Regions from separate parts of the Mus musculus genome. Here region 2 is linked to region 1. The links are chromatin contacts, called in public HiCAR-type maps. All regions are on one chromosome and are shown on one strand. The core of a region is the stretch at or near the end of the contact, and the rest is flanking DNA. Distances in the headings are between cores, read along the strand shown. Region 1 holds the start of Ptk2 (PTK2 protein tyrosine kinase 2). Region 2 holds the start of Zc3h3 (zinc finger CCCH type containing 3).

What was found. HiCAR-type assays count read pairs that join an accessible place to other places.
Region 2: a contact with region 1 is called in a HiCAR-type map of astrocytes, with 4 times the contacts expected there. The contact joins the promoter of Zc3h3 here to the promoter of Ptk2 in region 1. A contact is called at or near these places in 1 of 39 promoter capture datasets (liver) and 1 of 115 datasets of contacts at active chromatin or transcription factors (astrocytes).

Annotation. Positions count from the first base shown.
Region 1 is chr15:73,421,420-73,424,794 of GRCm38.p6, forward strand. It overlaps Ptk2 (PTK2 protein tyrosine kinase 2), which reads right to left and starts at 1,772. Exons shown (of 35, transcript NM_001358046.1): 1 at 1,590-1,772.
Region 2 is chr15:75,840,159-75,843,510 of GRCm38.p6, forward strand. It overlaps Zc3h3 (zinc finger CCCH type containing 3), which reads right to left and starts at 1,750. Exons shown (of 12, transcript NM_172121.1): 1 at 1,692-1,750; 2 at 1-406. The coding sequence starts at 1,737. It overlaps Gm34851 (a long non-coding RNA gene), which reads left to right and starts at 3,347. Exons shown (of 2, transcript XR_384203.2): 1 at 3,347-3,352.

The DNA.
Region 1 (3,375 bases), core at 522-3,021:
GATTATGTAATTTCCAACAACAGGATTAGAGTTCCAAACTACTTCACATACCCCGCTTCCTCCGTGCTGCCTCCTCCCACCCTTCACAGCTACTGCTGGAACTCCACCCCCAACACTTCCTTGTTTAGTGGGCTGCCAGCCTCAAACACAGTAGGTCCCATCTACTCTAGGGAGCTTGCCAAAGCTGTCCTGGCCCCACACTATGGATTTTGAGCCAAAAGGACTTACCTGTCCAGGCATCATCTCTTCCTGAGCCACACAGTCCTAAAAGCTGTGACTTGTGGGTCCCTCCCAAACAGAAGCCACCTTTGCCTGTAGATCACGTATAAGTTAGCTTATATGGCAATGTCCCTAACAAGATCCTTTCCAGGAAAATGTACTCTTGTAGCCTTTTAATAAGCTCAAGTGTCTTAAAAGGAGGCCAGGGATCGGCCCACTTACAACAGCCACAAATATAAAACTAAATTCATAATAATACTGGGAACCATGTCCACGTTCCTTAAAGTTTCCTGTTAGGACTGGGGGCGTGGCTTTGTGGACCAGCACGAACCGCGTGGGAAGCCCTGGTGTTTCATACCCAGGAAAAAAAAAAAAAAGTTCACGTTTAAATACTACACGAAACTCAACAGTATCACTGAGTGGAAATATTATCTATAGTGTATCTCCACAAAAATTCGGAGAATGCTAATGTTAGATGAACTAGCTCTTTTTATGTCTGCATTCACAATACTTCTGTCCCAGGTCACTGTTCAGAGACCTGTCTTTGAAAGGAGACTTTTCATTCCTCAGTTTATAAATACACACACACACAGTGAGGCGCTGCTATTTCACTTCAAGTAGTAATAACCCATTACCACAACCATGATAAAGCTTCCATTCTAAGTAGAAATGCCAGCGCTGGTCAGATTTAAAACGAACCCGCAAACTCTTGCAGTGCCTTCAGCTCCAACCTATTTCAACCAGTTCCCATAATCATTACAGTATTGCTATTATCTTGGTCCCACTGCCAAACACCCAGCTGCAGTCTAACTATGCAAGAATGAGACACTGTTGAAATGGCTTTCAAAAAGCAACTTTCTCCTCGGCGCATTTCTCCGCAAAAAAAAAATTAAAATAAAATAAAATAAACCTTACAATTAAACGACACAAGTGCGCACACAGACACGATCGCTCCTCCGAGCGGTGCCACAAAAGCAGCCGGCGAGGACCGGCGGGGACAGGCAGCGCGCCGTGGCGGGGCTGGGTCGGGGCGGAGGGAACTTGGACAGCACAATGACTCCGGGGTTCGTGCGGTCGCACTGGAAGCCCCGCGCCGGCCACCCCGCGGCTGCTCAGCACTCCGCCTGCCACCTCTTTTGTTTTTCGGCTTTCGGGCCTCCCGGTCCCCGCCGCGCCCGCCCCGCCGTCCCGGACCCCGCGGCCTCTCGCGCCCCAGCCCCGCGGCCTCCTCAGCCCTCGGGGCCCGGCCTGACGAGGAGCGAGGCCGGGGCGCGGTGGGGGCCGTGTCCGCCGAAGCCCGCACCGCGGCCCGCGCCGCCCAACGCCCTGAGCCCGCGCCTCCGCGGCCGCGGCCCGAGCCCCGCACTCACCGGCCACCACTGGGCGCGCGAGGCTGAGGCAGATAGAAGGCAGCGGGGCGGCGCCGGCACCGGCAGCCGTGCTCTCTCCCACGCGCACGCCGGGCGCACGGCGGTCCGGCCGGCGGCGGTAGCGGTGACGGCGGGCTCGCGCCCTCGGGCCGTGCTGAGTCGGCGCGGGCCCGCGCGTGCGCCGTGGCTGGGGAGCGCGCGCCCACACCTCGCGGCGCGCAATGCCTCACCTCAGCGCAGAGCTCTACGCCTGCGCAGTGCGGACCGCGCCTGCGCAGAGCAGTCCGGCGCGCCCGGCTCCTAGTAAAGTGTATCCCAGCTGTGCGGGCGTGGCGTCGTCCGCGGATAGCGCTGTTCCGGGATGACGAGGTGGCCCCTGTGGCCGCCCCAGGGTCTGCGGACTAGGCCTGGGTCCCTCACGGTCACAGGAGATCCTTAGCCGCACACACGCCGGCCCTGATCTTCTCCAGGCTTCACCGCTTCAATAGAGGTTCATGGGCTTTCTGTAGATGGGGAAACTGAGGCACAGAGAGTATTTTAATGGATCTCTGAAGACGGTCCGAAAGATCGTTTAGGAGTGCCTGGGGCCACTCACATTCCAGCCCCTTCCCGCAGCCCCTGTAGATCTTAAGACTGGGGAAGCCTTTCGGGGACACTGGGTGGACAGGAGGGCCAGAACGGGAGAGCCACTGTGGATGGCTGCTGGCTTAAGAGCCAGTTCCAGCGCGGAACTTACCACGAAACGTGAGACTGGGGGGACACCTTTGCCTGAATCAAGCAGGTGGCCCTGTCCTTCCGAGCCGTGCCTAGTTTCCCTGAGTTTGTTTTTGTGCAGCAACCCTACGGAGAGTCTTAAGCAGGAAGTGGTGACTGATTTGTGATCTCTGAAAAAAAAAAAGGAAAAAAATCACTGGCATCCTTGCGGTAGGAAATGAAACCAGAAGCGGGGAACTTTCATTTTTAATGGTGTCATTTTGATCTTCGACCACAAGCCAACGAGCAAGCAGGACAGGCAGTGAAAGGTGAACACAGAACCACCAACCACTACATACCTGGGAGCTGTAATTTACTCAGGTATAATAAAACGCTTTGAGTTGTCGAGATTTTGCCATATTTTAGTGTTTCTTTTTTATTGTTTTTTTTAATGAAGTGTATTAAACTTGGATTTGAACTAGTAGTGGTGGTTATGTTTGGGGGTTTTTTTTTCTCTCCCAGATTTATTTATTTTATTGTACTTGTGTGTTTTCCTTGAATGTATATATGGGTATCACACACATGCCTGGTGCACGTGGAGGTCAGAAGAGGGTATTGGATCTCTTCTGAAATTAGAGATAGTCGTGAGCCAGCCACCATGTTGGTGTGGGAATAGAATCTAGGACCTTTCCAAAGACAAGTGCTCTTAACCACTGAGGGATCCCTCTAGCTCTAGTTTTATTTTGTTTCGTTCTTGTTTGTTTGTTTGTTTGTTTGAGATATAGTTTCATGTAGCCCAGGCTGTACTAAAACTTTCTGTGTAGCTGAGGATAGCCTTGAACTCCAGCTCTTTCTACTTCCATCTTCTGGTGCTGGGATTACAGATTATGTCACAATAGCCAACCTATAGTGTTTTTCTGCACTTAAAATTAGAAGGGATTATGTCTCTGTGTCACCTCTAGCACTTTTTCTTCGGCCCCATGTTAGTTGTCACTTCGGTAATGTCAGCTGACTACTTTGAAACCCGAGCCACCCATTGCCCTGCTGAGTGTGCTCCCATCTAGGCTCCTTGCCTGCTTACCCTGTTGTCTCC
Region 2 (3,352 bases), core at 500-2,999, 2.4 Mb after region 1:
TCATCACAGCCTTCCAAGGACCCCCGCTGGACCCCTGAAGCATTGATGGCACCTGACTTTGATGGTGGCTTGATCTTAATAACCATATTCTGATCTGGACTGAGCTGGACCTGTCTCTCCAGTACATACTGCTGGGGTTCAGGATGCTGGCTATCCTCAGACCTGAGGGATGTCTGAAAAGCAGGATCGCTGGCTGGGTCAGAAGATTCCACAGGCTGATTCACAAGGGAGTATTTCTTGCGCCACGAAGGGCCATGGTGTGAGGAGAAGCCCCTCCGACTTGGACGGGAGTAGCGGGCGCCAAAGGTCCTGCCACCCGGGAACATGGGTGGCTGCCACCGAGTAGCTGATGAGTTGCCCAGGGCAGGGCCATTGCCGTGGAGTGTTTTATAGTCATCAATTAGACCTGAGAAGGCAGAATCACACGCTCAGTTACCTAGGAGATGTGAATAAAAACAGCACCAATCAAGACTACTACCCCTACCCTAATACTCCAGACCTGCTCGCCTTGCTGACTTGAGAGCAGTCCTAAGTGACTGGAAACCATGTAAAGTTCAGTCCAAATCTCTAGGCTTGTCAATTCTGTGAGCACTTCTCCATCACTATTAGTATTTGGCTTGCTTATCCTGAAGATGGCAGCTTTTGTGGTATGACTGCTTCTACCCCCTGGCCTATGAGATCTACAATGTTCTGAGAGCAAGTGTCACTCCCTATACCAAAAAAAAAAAAACAAAAAAAACAAAAAACAAAAAACAAAAAAAACCAAAAAAAAAAACAAAAAAACAAAAAAAAACAGTCAGGGACCAGAAACCTGTGGTGCCTGGGTAAGAACTGGACAAGTCTTCCACTGAGGCCCTGTAGTTTACCCACTCACGGGGAAAATTGCAGGACTGCACCATAGTGCATAACTGTCTTCTCAGAACTGACGCTTCTCTAACCCAGTACGTGACAGACAGAAATAAAAAACAAAAAAACAAAAACACAATGATGACCCAACAGCTAACTAACATCATCTCCTACAGAAAAACACCTGATACCACCACCACAAGGATTTTCCAATGAAGTGACTCATGGAGCCCTGGAAGAAGAGTGAAGGAACGCCAGCAGGCTCGCTGGATCCCCAATAACCAAACACACACACACACAGGGCCTGCCTCGACCCTCGAATCCTGCCAGACACCTCCGGTCGGGTGTTAGGGAAACGCACGAAGTAGTCTCAAATAGGAAGGCCACTTGGACTCTCCTTAGGACATGCTTTTGTGGGGGAAACTTTGAAAACGATATGAACGCTTATAAAGACCAACTTGAGTCTAAACATTTGAAGCTGAAGCTGGTGCCTGGGTAGTCAGCCCTGAGTACGTGGGGGCTGTGCCTGAATCGAGCCAAAGGCACTCAACGGCAGCGGAAGAGAAACGCTTCCGAGCCAGCCGAACCTGGAAGTCGGCTGCCGCGACCACTCGCTGGTAAGACCACCGTGCTATCATCTCCTGACAGCCCCTTGGAGGCCCGGCCCGCTCCCTCGCCCCGAAGCCTGGCGGGTCTGTCACGCGAGGGCCGAACCCGACTCGGCCGCTCCGATGCCCACCCATGACGACCATCGGGAGACCGCAACCGACAGCACTCGCTTCGGAGAGGGTCTACGGCGATCACAAGAAACAAGGGAACACACGGCCCGACCGCAGCCAGCTCACCCTGCAGGAGGCGTATCTGCCGCCGCAGCTGCTCCTTTTCCTCCATCTCCGGAGTCCGCGACGCCTAGCCAGACCCCCTCGACGTCATCGCCGCGCGACTGGTCCCCGCAGGCGGGGAGGAGAGAACGCCGAACTTCACTATGCGTGGACACGGGGTTGGAAGGCACCGTCGCCCCGGCAACCCTGGAAGGACGCATGCGCAGAACGAGAAAAATCCGTCATCTTGAAGCGCCCGGAAGTGGCCCGCAATCTGGCTTCTGCACCAATTCCTGCGCATCATTTCCACCGCTGGGGGTTCCTCGGAAGACTTGGAGGAGATAGGTTGCTAACAGTTTCCCCTAGACCCAGGAATTCCTTTTATCAATTTATTTGTTTGAGACAGGATGTATTTCTGGCTGGAGAGAAACATAACTGGGGAACTCGCTATGTAGACTAGGCTGGCCTCGAACTTACGGAAGTTCTCTTTCCTCTGCCTCCGGACCTGGAATCAAAGGGATGCCATTTTAACGCCTTTGCTGCCGCAGCAGCACGAGAACAGCGAAAAGGAATCGGAGGCAATTTTTTTTTTCGGATGATTACAGGTGTTAAGAAAATTCTTGAGGGCATTTAGTAGGAAAGGCTGCAACCTCTAGAAAATACTGAAAAAAAAAAAAAACTCACGGTAGTTACCACGTGATCAGACAGTCCCACGTCTAGGTGTATAACCAACGCGTAGAAAACACCGATTCTAACATATTTGTATGTCATTATTTATAATAGCTAACCCGAATGACTGTTTACATGGAAATGGGATATTATCCAGTGATTTGTTTTGTTAGAGACAGAATCTCGCTATGTACCTCTGTCTGTCCTGGAATTCCCTATGTAGACCAGGCTGGCCTGGAACTCTCAGAAATCTGCCTGCCTCTGCCACCCAAGTGCTGCAATTAAGAGTGTGCCACTATGTAGGAATGTGCAGTATCTTTGGAGCCCTAAGGCCTCAAGTCCGGCCAAGCCTCTACCAGTGAGCTACATCTGCATAGTCTACTGTTACGCCTGAAAAAGAAGTTCTAGAAGCTGGGTTTGATAGTGAATACCTGTAAGACAAGCATTAAGAAGTGAGGGTAGGGGCTGGTGAGATGGCTCAGTGGGTAAGAGCACCCGACTGCTCTTCCGAAGGTCCGGAGTTCAAATCCCAGCAACCACATGGTGGCTCACAACCATCTGTAACAAGATCTGACTCCCTCTTCTGTAGTGTCTGAAGACAGCTACAGTGTACTTACTTACATATAATAAATAAATAAATCTTTAAAAAAAAAAAAAGAAGAAGTGAGGGTAGATAGCCGGGCAGGCCGGGCAGTGATGGGACACACATTTAATCCTAGCATTCTAGAGACAGGCAGGTGCTCTGGAGGCAAAGGCAGGAGGATCTCTGAGTTCAAGGCCAGCATAATCTACAGAGAAAGTTCCAGGACAGCCAAGTTAGGCACTGAAGGAGTTGAAAAACAAAAGGTTGGTGATAATGTCATAAGACAAGGTGCCCATGTCCCAGCTCCAGCAAGCAGCAGAACTCAGCAGCTTCGGGCATGTGGCTCTGGCTTTAGAGTCAAGAATAGAAGGGACTACTGGGGCAATTGATGCTGTTTAGCTGGAGCTAAGAAATTAGTGGTGATTATGAAGAG